Linked DNA regions of Anas platyrhynchos: region 1 is linked to region 2. Evidence: chromatin contacts called from public Hi-C data. All regions are on one chromosome and are shown on one strand. The core of a region is the stretch at or near the end of the contact, and the rest is flanking DNA. Distances in the headings are between cores, read along the strand shown.

Evidence for each region. A called contact is a pair of places that touch in the nucleus more often than the background predicts.
Region 1: a Hi-C map of subcutaneous adipose tissue shows a contact between it and region 2, with 2.7 times the contacts expected there. The contact joins the promoter of ABCC9 here to the enhancer-like site in region 2. A contact is called at or near these places in 3 of 8 Hi-C or Micro-C datasets (liver, skeletal muscle and subcutaneous adipose tissue).

What each region holds. Positions count from the first base shown.
Region 1 is chr1:76,092,707-76,099,543 of IASCAAS_PekinDuck_T2T, forward strand. It overlaps ABCC9 (ATP binding cassette subfamily C member 9), which reads right to left and starts at 5,502. Exons shown (of 39, transcript XM_072042230.1): 1 at 5,284-5,502; 2 at 3,888-3,925.
Region 2 is chr1:75,973,922-75,981,131 of IASCAAS_PekinDuck_T2T, forward strand. All of the region lies in intron 1 of LOC119713440 (a long non-coding RNA gene), which reads right to left. All of the region lies in intron 3 of LOC119713439 (a long non-coding RNA gene), which reads left to right. Among named protein-coding and RNA genes, the nearest start is that of KCNJ8, 33 kb to the right of the region's middle. Within about 2 kb of position 5,855, at least 3 of the 8 cell types and tissues checked have an H3K27ac peak or open chromatin away from gene starts, as enhancers often do.

The DNA.
Region 1 (6,837 bases), core at 4,252-6,751, 120 kb after region 2:
ATGGAAGAATAGGCCATTATCTGCATGGAGAGTGCTCTCTGCTAGCTAGGACCTAACCATCAGTTTCTAGAGGATTCTTATGACACCTCAAACAGTGGTCCCTAGAAGCTGTCAAGAAAGATGCATAACACCTTTGCTATGCTCAGTTTTATGGTGGAGTATGTCCAACAATATACTGTCTTAAAAACAACCATCCTTTGTACATTGATAGAGCTGAGGAAAGAATCTGTTTCTATCATTAACACCAATACAGAGAGACAGTGTCTGTCATACTGATGATCATTTTCAAGATACGTATAAGCAGTCTATTTACAACATTTTTGTTACAGGTTCAAAGAGCTAGAATTTAATTTTCTTCTCTTAAAATGAGAGAAATCAGAGTCTAGGTTGGTTAGTTTGTTAAAATAAACCAACCAACAAACAAAAACACGGTCAAAAAGATTGCATTGTCAATGAAATGAAATAAAGTAATTGACCATTAATTCCCAAGTTACTAAATCAGAAAATACTTCTTTTTTAATCAGCACATCCAGAGACCACCATTATTAATGCTCCTAACGCTTAAAATCTATTAAAGTATTCTGATCATCAGGAAACATTAATATTCCAGTGGTCTGCCCTCCTGTCCATCCATCCGTCCGTCCTCCTTTCCTTCCTTCCAACTGTCCATCTGTCATTGAGCTAGACCTGAACTATGGCTGTGAATGGAGGACCCACAGAGGAGATGTGCTGCATCTGTTGGTACATGCCAGCTTTCGTGGATGCTTTCTGGTGTTTGAAGACAGGCTGCTAGCTGTTCTTTGTGTCTTGAATAGTGATGTACGAAAATATACTGCATTACATTAGAGGCAGAGAAATAATTGTCCCTCACAGGGAGCAACAAACCACTTCAGCATTCCTTTCGCATCCACTTCAGGTGCAGAAGGTATCAGATCAGATAAGATCAGCCCAGTTTTGCCCATGTGGCTCAAATCACTAGACCTAGTTCTGACTTTTGGAAAACTCATGTACATAGGAGGCTTTGGAGATGCACAGATGCACATTTGAAAATTTTGAGTCAAAAAATGATTCTGGAAATGAAGATAGCTTGGAAGATCTCACCTGCATATAACCGATAAAAGGCAGAATGAGAAAGCACTAATCCCTCTTGTTCTGTAATACCATAAAGTTTCTTTTCACAGAATAAAAATGTGAAATGGAAGAACATCAAATTTAGAAATAATATCAAGAATTGTAGTTTTTCCTACTGCTAAAACTCATCAAAACTACATACAGATTTAGAAAGGAAGATGAAACACATTTATGAATGATCACTGACCAAATTTGGGTTCCTCATTAATAATTAGACTTTTCTTCCATTGGCTTTAGTAAGGTTATGGTAGGGTTCATTTAGAACTAGACCTATAGAGAGATGGATAGAGGTATATTGCCTAAATGAGGAAGTGCTGCTTGTTTCACGCAGTGCTAAGCATCATGCTATAACATAATTAAATACTCCAAAGACTTCTTATGCTTTTTCCCAAGCACCAGTTCTTTATCATTGCCAAAGACAGAATATTGGCCACACTGAAAAACAGTTTATGCCTGAAATGAATAGCCATGTTGAAGCTCTTTGAGTTAGCTCTAAGCAAGTCAGAATACAAAGTTCACTCAAGCTTTCCACACAGTGTAGCCAAAGCTAACTTTTCTCCTTACCAAAGATGTGGAGACAAATTTTTCAGGCTGCAGTATGTATGCAGTGAGAGGTCAAAGAGGAAAAGCTGGGCTGCAGAGCCACATGAGGAGAGATTTGAGGAGATTTCTGTTGTTAAGGGATGGTAGAGAGAACAGCAGAGGTTGTTGCAACTCAGAGACGTTATCACAGTTGCCCTCCTACGCGTGCCAAGCCTCCATCCTTGGTGACACTGGCAGCAGCATGGAGATTCTAATTCCTGGAATTGTATGTAGCTGAATCGAGCAGCAAAGCCAGGTTGCTTTATCTTCCCCGGCAGCCTGCTGCTCCAGGCAGCTGCCTGCTTTGCTGTACTCTACAAGGTCCAATGGGGAACCACAAAAATATTAACTCAGTCTCAGAGTTAACAGTGTTCTATTACCACGGTACTCTTTCCAAGACAAGAAGCTCTGCTCGCTGCAAGCCTGAGACGAGACCAGTGTTGAGTTGTTGCAGCTGCCATACTTCAATTTCAATGTTAGCTCATTTAGGACAAACTCAAGGACCTATGAGTCATGGGGAATAGCACAGCAGGGAAATGTCCACTGGTTTCTTAGCAAATCTTTACCTATGTGTCCCAAAGGAAGGGACAGCCTCTGGAAAGCACACATACCTCTTTTTCTCACATGAATTATCAAGACCTTTTTTCTAAGTTCTTACTCAGTTTGTAGTGTTTGTAGCTGAAGGCTTATTTACAGGCAGATGGCTTTGTATAGTGTACAGAAATGACTGCAATAAACAGGAGCAGTCCAACTGCCACTACAAAACAACAGAATGCATAACCTAGACATAAATATTCAGGAGAGGACAGATGAAAGGGTAACAAGTTGTTTTGAAATTTTTTGGACATCTGAAGTTATTGACCACTATTTCTCATCAAGTAGCAGTAGCCTTTCAGGATGCCTGTTGAGATCCTAACACTCATTTCAGAAAACAGTATTATGGCTATTACAAAAATGGCTTTCCCAGAGATAATTCCTCTTTCTGCTGAATACAGTAGGCCACCAAGCTATGCAGGGCTGATTGCACCAAAGTGAGGATATCATTATATATTTGCTTTACTAATAATTATAGTAGGAATGCTATACTTTATAATAACATTGGCAAGCACGCTAGGCTTAACCTAGCATTTCAGTCAGGAGAAATGCAGTAATGTGATAAAGATCTTCGGATAACAAGTGCATACTATTTGAGGGTAGCAGCTACATTCAGCCCCAGTAAGGCTGCCAAATACCTGGTAATTTTTTGTTTTATCACTTGTACAATGAGAGGCCTTTGTGCTTCAAAATTAATGACAAATTGTTCAGTTTAACTTCAGTCTTTGCAAACAGTAGAACTAGTTACAGATTTTCAGTGGTGCTTTTTCTTTCTCCCTTTGCAAACAGTCTGCTGCAAGCTAAAGCAATGAGCAGAACTTCACAGAGTAGAGGAATGAAAAGAGCAGTCAGGAGGATGAGTCCATGATGGTGCCAGTGGACAGTTTCATCTCTCCTTGACATCATTTGGCAATCTGATTCCTTGTTGGTTTACTTTAATGAGGATGTGAACTAACAGCAGCTCACCCTGCAATGAAATAGCTAAAAAAGTTTATGCCCTTTAAGCATTTAAATTTTCATCAAAAAATCTCCATCACTGGCAAACTGAGACTTTCTGGCTCTGAGTTAAGATGTACAGACATTGTCATAATATAATAAACAGAAATCAGTACAAAAGAGTTTAGGAACATACATGTATACTCATTGTGAATAAGAAAAGCATTTTGGGAAGAAAAAAGTAAAAGGACAACAAATTAAGCATGAATGTGATGTAATATTTAACCTAAACACTTACAAATCTCATTTTAACAAATTGAAATTGGGATCCTTAATGCATAGAGTCAATTCCTGAGATAATTTACATAAGGTATAGAAAAGAATAAAATGGGAAAATGGCAGATAATGTAAATTTCCATAAAAACAATAAGAATAGCCTCACTGAGTGCAAAACTGTTAAGAATTTGAGTTACAGACATTTTAATTATCTTTAAAATTTATTTTAATTATATTTAAAATAAGATAAATAAATAAATAGGTAAATAAATAAATAAATAAAATAAGATAAATACATTTTAATTATCTTTAAAATAAGACTTTAAAATTGGGCTTAAAAATCTTCATATTCAAGAGTTTTATCTTACCTGGATTATCACTGTTCTGCACGCTCTGCAAGATATGACTGTAAAGGAAACAGCATAAATACAGTTCTCAGGTGGACCTTGCTTGGGGGAAATATGGAACTTTAAAAAAGTATTTATTTCAGCAGTTCAGTTGCCTAAAAAAATAAAATAAAATCAATAGCTGCACTTCCTGATTAAAATACATCAGCTTACAGAGCATACTTGGGTCTCAGTTCATATTTTTTTGGTCTTAGAATTTGCATTATATGCCCATATATGCATATATACAAGTACACATGTATACATGTATACATATATATATATATGCATATGTGTACACATACAGATGCAGGATGGAGAAAATGCTGCGAGTTTTATGAAAGTAGTTGGTTTTTAACTTCTCAGTAATGGAGTCATTACAAAAGCAAGATTTTTTTTCCTTCTTTCCTGAAATTCACAGAGAAAATTTAAAAAAGATCAAATTATTTTTAGGTTGGATAAGCAGTATGGAAGGCCTAACTTGCCATGGATTTTCAGTTAGTGCTCTGAATCATTTTCCTTTCCAGGTATAAACCTATTAATTCTTTTTTCTTACCTCCCTAAAAGCACCTGATATAATGGAATCTGCAATCCATAGATATGCATTATTTGCAAAGAGTTCTGCTAAGTCAATGGCAAAAAAGTGCTGCCCACTTAAAATCTCTTTTACCCCAAATGATCCTGTACCAAACTTCTCCATTTCTATTTCGGCTTTGACCAGCTACCCTAGATATACCCTGCTTCCTTGCTAAGCACTGTCCCAGTTACCTTGGGCCTTAAGGTGATGAATTTCTGATACTTGTCAGCATTCTCATCACTAACTGGTGTATACCAGCAGCCCGATCCAAACTGCACTGAAGTCAAAGCAAAGTATCTCATTGACTTCAGTGGGTTTTGGATCAGGCCCCAAACACAGAGAAAATCACAACACCAAGGCTGCTAAACACAATACTGACGCTGAAAAGCATTTCACACAAACATCTGCAGTGCTCTCACACATCTAAGACATTGCTTTTTCTTTTTTGGTAAGCTCCTTAACACAATGCAATTTCAACCATCGGCGTGCTACGCTGCCTGCTGCAAAACCTATGACTCCACATGCTAAGACAGGACGGTTTAAAAAAAGAAACATAACCCTGTGCACAGCAGCAAAGAAAACATCAGCGGTAGGGGACTGTAAAGCCTGAGAATGCCTGAGAATGGAAAAGGAAAAGGAAAACAGATCTGAGTTGTAATCCCAGGAAAGAACAAGGAGCAGCCCTGTCCCACAGATATAAAGGGAAGGAGGAGGAGACGGTTAGTGGGGGATGACGGGGTGGGGGGGGGCACTGCATGCCCCGCTTGCTTGCTGAATGTTAGAGCAAACTTTGTAGCTTACCTTTGCAAACACAAAAACAAAATACCAACCCAAATTTTCACTCGGTTGTGCTATGTGATCAATATCATCCCGGTGGCAGGATTTTCCTCCACTTAGTGAAGCAGCTCCAAGCCCTGGAGTGGATTATTTTTAGGCTGGTGATGGGAAGATCAGCTGCTGCCTCCTATCGAGTTTCCAAAGCGCACAAACTCTGCTTGTCTTTCTCACACGCCGAAGGGGGCAGGAAACTGGGAAGAGACAGGCAAGCAAGAAGCACCAATTTTTCGCCGCCTGAAGCTACAGTCCCCTGGGATTTCTTCTGCTTGCTTTTATTTTCATTCTTACTCGCTGGAGTGGTAAGAATCCAAGAGGCTGCATTGCAATGCGCAGGCTATTATCAGATGGTTATCCTGAAATAATTGATTTGGACAAGGTAGTCTAACTTTTGGCAGACATGGGAGCTTCAGTTTTTGAATTCCTTTGAATTAAGCTTGGTTAATTTGAATTTGACAACATAATTTTGTACATTGTCCATCATCTTGAGCAAAAGAGAAAGCATAAGTCTACTCAGATATTTTACTTTAACCTAGATCCCTCCAGACTCTCCCACTTAACATATAGAAGAAATTCCACTTTTTTATCACTTAAAGCACTGGATAGCTTTTCTTTTGAAATAGATGGAAAACAAATAATCTTGAAATAAAATTCGAAGTAAATTTTATGTTTATTCCAGGGATATAATTTTCCATACAATTGCCCTTATTTATAAGGGATAATATTTTTTTGGCAGCCCTGGAAGTTGCTACATTGCGTATGTTTCTTTATTTAAAGTTAAAGAGGTCCTCGAGAGCCTAAAGGCTGGTTTGTTGCCTATTTTCTTTCAGTGCCATTGAAGCAAGATATGCCAAGGTTCAGATTTTTCTGTCATGATAGCTTCATTTTATCAAGCCATACACCTTGAGGCCAAAAACGGCAAAGTTCTTAGGGCTAGACCTGGGGTTTGGCATAAATACTCAGAGCATTTACAAGCACAGCGGTTCTGGGGTTGGGTACCAGAGCTAGAGGCCTCTGGTACAAAGTTTGCTCAGACTTAGCAGAATCCAGGGGTTGCACTGAGATCAGCGGGGAACAGATGGTCTCAAATGGATTGTGGTCAAATGTGTTTTCATGCTATGAAAGGGATTACAGAAAACTGTGATCTGAATATGCAGGGGAATGCTTGGGGCCAAATATTGCCAGAATCATTAAAATCTTGGCAAATCCAGCCTTTTCCTTTTTCTGAGATTTATATATTTTTTATTTTTTTACCTTATGACTATAGGGAAAAAAAAAAGTGGGACCCTCAGATCTAAAAAAGAGTACTGCCTTTTGATATATCGCACTGACTTGAAACATCAACACACCATTACACTGAGCGACTGAGACAGTCCTTGACCATCCTCCACAGCGCTTGAAATGTTTTACTTGCCTTTTTTTTTTTTTTTTCCTTCCCTCAAACATATTAATATTTAGTGTTTCAGGAAAAAGTAACTTTGAGGGGAAAGGATCTGAGTTCTGTTATATATCTATGTTTCA
Region 2 (7,210 bases), core at 4,605-7,104:
AAAAAACCTGCATCCAAATCCATAGTGTGGTATTAGGACATTCCTCATAAGAAAGCTGAGCAGAAATCCCACTGCCAGTATCATTGCCTGTTTCACCACCTTCATCCCATTGTGAGGAATGTTTTAACAATTCGTGTCAATAAAGAACAGTCCTGTCTGCCTCTGGGCCCTGCACTGGCAATTTGATTCTTGAACCACACATGCAGTGTGTCCCAGTCTCCCCCTCATTCTAGTTAATTTATCAAGTCTTCAGAAAATACTCCTCAAATTTATGAACCTGTTTGCTTTAGTTATTCTGAACTTCTATTTCTAACAGTTACAGCCTTTTTTTTGTCTTCTTCGAGATTAACTTAACACTGCTATAGGTGTGACTGTCCCTGTGAATGGCTGGTGAGGAATGTTTTAACTTGCATCTGCACCATTGCATCTGCACTTTATTTTCCAGACCCCTCTGGCTAAAGGTCTCTGCAGGGTGCCTGCCCACAGGGCCAAGGACGGCATGAAAAGCTGTGATATACCCTTGTGGAGCTGCACTCAACAAATATGACCTGAAAGGGAGCTTTGCCAGTTTTTTTTTGCCAGTTTCACTGGCAAAGACTGCATGAGCAAACCTTGCACAAGCTGCTGTCAGTGGGTTAAGTAGCTGATCCAGTTTTAGCCGGATACACTTCTCCTAGTCTTGTGTGCTGGTAAATACATAGGTTGTGGAGGAAGTTCAAACAAAGCTCTCTCCTAATTTCCCTGGTTAGTGACCTGTGAACATCAATAATATCACTGCATTGTTCATCAAAGCCCATTAACCCTTCTCTGACTGTAGAATGTACCAAACATTTCAGCAGAAAAGGAATCCTGTAGCAAACTGGTGGACCTATAGCTCCTCTCTGTGTCCACCAGTTAATAATTCTCATCTGTTCCAAAGCACAAATGTTTACAGATCTTTTAAATCTCAGCTTTGCCTTTCTGTGAATGTTCCCACAGATGTCTAATACCTTGTTTAACTATCTGCTGAGTGAGCAAAAAAAAAAAAAAAAAAAGAAAAAAAAGAAAAAGAAAAAAAAAAGAAAAAGCATCCAACCCACCTCTGGTATATCATTTATTATTTTGAGTAGATGGGTTCCTCTGATAAATCCCTGTCAAATTTGCAAGACCCTTCTCCATTCAGAACACTCACTGTTCATTTATTACTTCTATTTCCTTCAAGGTGAGTCCTGGAGCCAAAAACAATAGAAAAAAGGAATCAGTCCTTGTCAAAATCAATGGGTGGAGATGTTTATGCCAGGTTCAGTCAAGGCACCTTGCAAAGCACAAAGGCTGCAAGCAATAAAGACCCATCCCAAAGTGTGTAGCTCAGAAGAACCAAGTCCCGTTTGCTGTGGGATTTCTCTGCTACTAAGGTTTGGGGCTGCTCTGCAGCTTGTGCTGGTGAAGCACTGGTGAAGCACGGTGTAACAGCCATGCACATAAAAAAAGCCCTTGGGCCTTAAGCTTGGAATTGATATGGGAGATATTCCTCAATATAGAATAAAGAGACTTTCATATACCTATTTTCAAATGATAAGTTTACATGTATGTCAAAGAACAAACACTCCATTCTACACTCTCAGACTACCCCAATGAAAGAACAACTCCAATCACACTGACTAACTTTAATAGTTAATATAAGATCGTCAGACCACAAACATCTGGAAAGATGAGGACATGGTTTGTGCCATTATTAGGCATCATATTTTCAAAACTATTTCCGGTCACAGTCTTTATAAGTGATACCATTTATCCATTTATTCTGCTTGTTATGAATGTCATTGCACAGTGGCTTGAAGCTGGGTTTCAGGTCTTCTTGTGGAAGAGGGGGAAAGGATTGAAGGACAGGTGATATCATTTTGAACATGGTTTCCAGGGACAAGAGTACTGTTTCTATGAAAATGTGTCCAAGAAAGGATGAGAAACCCTCCTGTTCCAGTGAAGTCCAGATCAATGGTGTTTGTTATGCTTTCTTAGAAGACACAGACCAATCTTAAAGTGCGTATCTCTGTTTCTCATTTGTACAATAAAGTTATAGTTTGCATTCTCCATGCCATTCTGTCAGTGGGAAAGGGAATAGGATTTCAGGGAAAGGATTTCAGCTCTGTCTGTGCTCACCATGACTTATTTGCTTGCTACCTTGAGGGGTGACTGATTGGGGTCTGGGTACACACAGAACTTTCCACTTGATTTAGAATTTAGCAGCTAGGAATAGCTGCTATTTAATGAAGAGTAGACTGACATCTGGTGGCAAAACAAAACAACCAACACCAACCAACATAATCCCACATATACTTCACTAAAAGTAAGAAACCTAAGTTTTTCTCTTACACACGGGTGACCACAAACTGGCAGGACAGGAAACAGAGGGCAGATTTTTTTTTTTTTTTGATCCAAACAATAGCTAAAAAATGGACCAGCTTTTGTTTGTTTGTTTGTTTGTTTTTGTTTGTTTGTTTGTTTTTGTGGAAAGCTGGCCAGCAAGTATTGAGAAAAATGGAATGAACATTTCTATATTTAGTAATTCTTTTACCAAACCTTTAATTTTCTTGTCCTTATGGCGGTAGCAATGTATTATAATGATATCAATGTATTATAATGAGTACAACTGTGTTGGACAGGCTGAGCCCACACGTAGGGGTCAGAGTCAATAGACTGTCTAAACCAGGGACTAGGTGGGCTGTCTGTCCCAGCTGTGGTCTAGGTGACAATTGTGACCAGATTTTAACAGTATGTGACAGTAGTATCAAATGCCATCAATTTGGAGCCCTTGACACGAGATCACTTTTCTGCACTGGACACAATAGCCCCTCACTTTCTGGGCAGAGGTGTGTGAGCTTCTGCAGCAGCAGTCCTGTTAGGTCTGGTCTGCTTCAGTCGATGATCAGTGCCTGCTCTGCCACAAATCTGCGCAAGTCTGTGCAGAAACGATTACTTCAGAATGGCTAATTCAGCTCCAGAATGATCCTGAATAGCATTTAATGAGGTGAATCGTTGTCTGGTGTGTATATATTAGCCATAGGCTATCCATTCAGTCCACAGATACATCAGCTCTTACAAATTTCTTGCTAAGGTCACAACACTTCCTGTCAGATGTTGTCAGTGCCATGGGATTTTCCTGCTTCCAGGCAGTAGAGTGGCCTCACCTGTTCCTTGATGCAAATGATGGGAAGACGTTTCAGTCCACATGAACTTCTTAAAGCCACTGTCCATTGGTATTGTTGTTCCTCTGATGGTTCCTCTAGTAGCTTGCTCCTGTTGGCTTTAGTCATGCTGGTGAGACATGTGCCAGTGTTGTTCCTACAGGTCTTAAGGTCTTGGAGCCTAGGAAGGATGGTAGTTTCTGTGCTGCTGAAAGCTGACCATGATGTTATGACCACTGACCATGCTTATTTAATGGACTTTGTTATTTGTTATACCTTTTTCTCAAAATTCCCATTAACCTTCAGTGAAGCTGTTTGCAGCTCTACCTCCCTGTGTTATTCATTGCACTGTGTTAGAAACTGTGTGAGGAAAGTATAGACTGACCATCTGCCTGGAAAGGAGGCTGTTGGAAAACCAACAAATAAACATTTCCTACAAACCTATTCACTGGTCTTTTACTCTTTTTCTGGAGTTCCACTGCATCCCAGTCTGGCAGATAGGCTGAAGCTGTCCGAGGAGTTACTGGAAATATTGGGAGGAGGCTGATGGTAAATGAGGTCAGGACAGTTTCTAGAAGAGTCATGACAGTGGCCAGTTTCCTCCAAATAGAGGAAAAGATTGTTGTTTGCTGGGGCTTATGAATGATCCAGCTCTCAGTCTTTGAGACCTGATCCATTTCATTAAGGGTGCACTGCCTGCTTTACACCACCATGAAAGCACAAGCATTAAAATAGGTGCTGAGAGCTGGGGAATCTTGGGCATCTGTCAATTTGTTAACTTCCACTTCAAATTGTTCAGAAGATGCTTGCCCATTATTTACTGAGGAATTTTCAGTATTAAGAACAAGTTAGGAGTAGCTTAAATGGAAAAAATAAGATAAGTGAAATAACATTAAATAAATCATGTGCACATAGCCTTTTTATGAAGTATTTTTTTGTGTGTACAATAAAAGTGCTCTCTGCAAATTTGTTACGGCCACCACTAGGTGGTAGTAACAACGCAATTTCTTGATGTATATATATATATCTAAGTTTGATGATTTTTTTTTTTCCTGTTCATGACTCTGAGTGAAAAGTTTTTTAGATTATGATGAAATACCCAGCAAACGTCAGATGTCAAATGGAAACCACAGGCTCATAGTTCAACAGTGGGAAAGAACATGGGCTCCCCCAGAATTGGAGCTAAAGGCAGCACGATTGTAAAAACTAGAGATAAAGTTGATAATGCTAATTATGGAGTCACTGAGTGCAAAGGGAGGGACTTATTTTCCTTATTCTCTATAGATTTGCTTTTAAATGCCTTCTGTATTTATATGCTGTAATATTTGGATCCATCATTAAATTCCCACTTCTGCAACTAGTAAACCACATTTGCATTAATAGTGGGTTTCTGTGCTGTAAGATCCACAGTGCATCAACTTTGCATGGTGTATGATTTAAAGCCTGAAAATAAACAAACAAACAAACAAGCTTTTTCTTTTTTTCTCAATGAATTTATTTATTAAATGAAGGATAAGGTGGGAATTTCTCTTACTCTTTGCTTGTGTATGTCTTTGTCTGCAGCTTTGGGCCATATGACTGCTGCTAGGCATTGATTTGGTTACAGTGGAACCAAATTTAAACTAATTATTGTTCAAATGTGTTTTTGGGCAATCCCTTGTTCTTTTATTCTTCAGTAGTTAAAGTTGCTCAAATAGAATTTTCATCCAATCAAGAAAATGATTCTGTGTTCATTGGACCACTGTCCAAACATTGCACTGCAGATTTATTTCCTTCACCCTTGCAGCAAAGTCCTTGCCTAGGTACATGTTTGTACACAGTGTAACTGAGTTTATAATGTACAAAAAACTTACACTAGGATGTAAAAGTTCAATTCCTTCTGCATCTAGATTAGCATATATATCTGCTGGTATAAGCACTTCAGTGGTGTAAGTACTTACATGATCATTTTATTTAATGAATTTGATGTTGTAGCAGGAAAATAAAGGGCATTACACTGAGATATGTTTAATTGTAATCTGCAAAGAAGAGTTACTTGATTATCGTTTTTACATAACGAATCCTACTTATAGAACCACTTCCATGTTCTGGAATCCTAATACACAACTACCACTCTAGTTCTTACATTTATAATGCATTTTGAGATTCAGCTGGTAAAGTGAATGCACTTCTCCCACAGAATAAAAGCTATATTCTATTATGGTATCAGGTAAAATATCTGACAAAAGAAATAGCCTTATACACTGAATACAATTTTTAAAATGAGATTTTTTTTTTTCCAAAAAATTTGCTTATGTCAAACTCAAAGCTTTTGAGTCAAATTGTTCCATGCCCCAGGCATTCCTCCCCCCCCCCACCTTTTTTTTTTTTTTTTTTTAATCATAGAACATGTTGTATTAGCATTCAGACATCTTAATAACATGAATCTCATATTACTGTATGTGCAATGATTACTGTGTTGTTTATTTGACCCAGGTGTCCTGTCACCACAATTTATCACCAACTAAACAAAAGTTAATGCTAGGGAAATATAAGTTTTATTAGGTGACCTCCTCCTGCTCTTTTCCTCCATTTTTTTTTTTTCTCCAGTCTGGTTGCAGTGGAACCAAACTTCAAAAACAAATTGAAGTAGCAGTGAGTCAGGCCCTTATTTCATGTGCTCGACAGCACAGCCCGAGTTGCAATGTGTTTGGAGACATGACTAAGAACAGCTGTGCAAGTTGGTCACCGTGTTGCACTGAGGCACCAGGACATTACATCTAATCCTTCCCATTTGTATAAAATCCACACAGAAGAGGTCAAGAAGCTGCAAAAAAAGCAACACAGTCTCTCCTCTCAGATGCATTCTTCGTGCTCTATTTTTACAGAAACCTCTGAAGCAGCCCTTTAGTTCAAGCTGTCCTGAGATTAATGATTCCGGGAGGGTTAGCCAGCCTTCCCAGCCATGGAAAAGTCATCAGGCTACTCAGTCAGCACAACAAATTGATAAGGTGCTGTGCAAAATGCTCTTTCATCTTCTGGCAGACTGGGCCCCAACCCTTTGTCAAACACATTTGGAGGATGCCACAGGAATTCAGTTGAGTGTAAATATCTGCCACAAAAGTTCTCCCAATAACGTCAAAGCAAGGATACACAAAGAAAACAAGACCTTCCCATAAATGCCACTGAAAAAGCCATTTTATTAGCTGATGGCAGCATTAAACATTGGTTTCCTAGAGCATTTACAACACAGCTAGTAGCAAATAAGCCAGAGGACAGTGAAGCTTTATCATTTGTCATTGCATTTGCCATGTTAATTAGAGTTCTGCTCAACAACAGCAGCTCTACAATCTGCCAGAGTGTTTGTGGGTTCAACAACAGTGTAGGGCCATCCCTGTGCTGCAAATCTGCTAGAGACAAGCAGTTACTCGGACACAGCACCTGGCTATGGCCGGGCAGCCTGCGACCCCTCAGCAGAGTCCCTACGTCCCTTGGAGACCCAAAGCCTCCTTAGCGGTGAAGTCAGACTGTGCAGCAGGGCTGGTGCCAGCTTGCCCATGCTGATTCTGCTCTGCTGTGGCTGTTGTGGGGCTTCTCATGGTTTACTGCCTGATAAACCAGCCAGAAAAGTCCCCCTTTCTGCCACTGCATTAGCCACTCACCCCAGCTCATTGTGCTGCTGGACAAATCCTGCAGAAAGCAGATCACTCAGCTGAAACCACCAAGTGTAGTTTTGCCTTGCCTCCAATTAGCAAGTGTGAAGTAAAAATTGTGTCTTAATTATCTCATCTCTGTAGATCTTATTCCAAATTTGCAGATCCAGGCTTTAACTCTTGGAGTTACACATGGAGTGTGTAACAAAGTTGGTAGGCAAGTAGAAAGGGTTTGAAAACCCCAAATGTGTCATTGATTTACAGGGAATCTGAAACTGAACTTGAGTTTTTAAAGATAAAAGAGAGCTTGAAATTAGTGTTAATTAACACAGACAGCTGCCACTCAAATAACTGATAATGGGTCCATGGCGTATCCTGAGTGCTGTATACATTTCTCTCCCTTCAGAAAAGGCA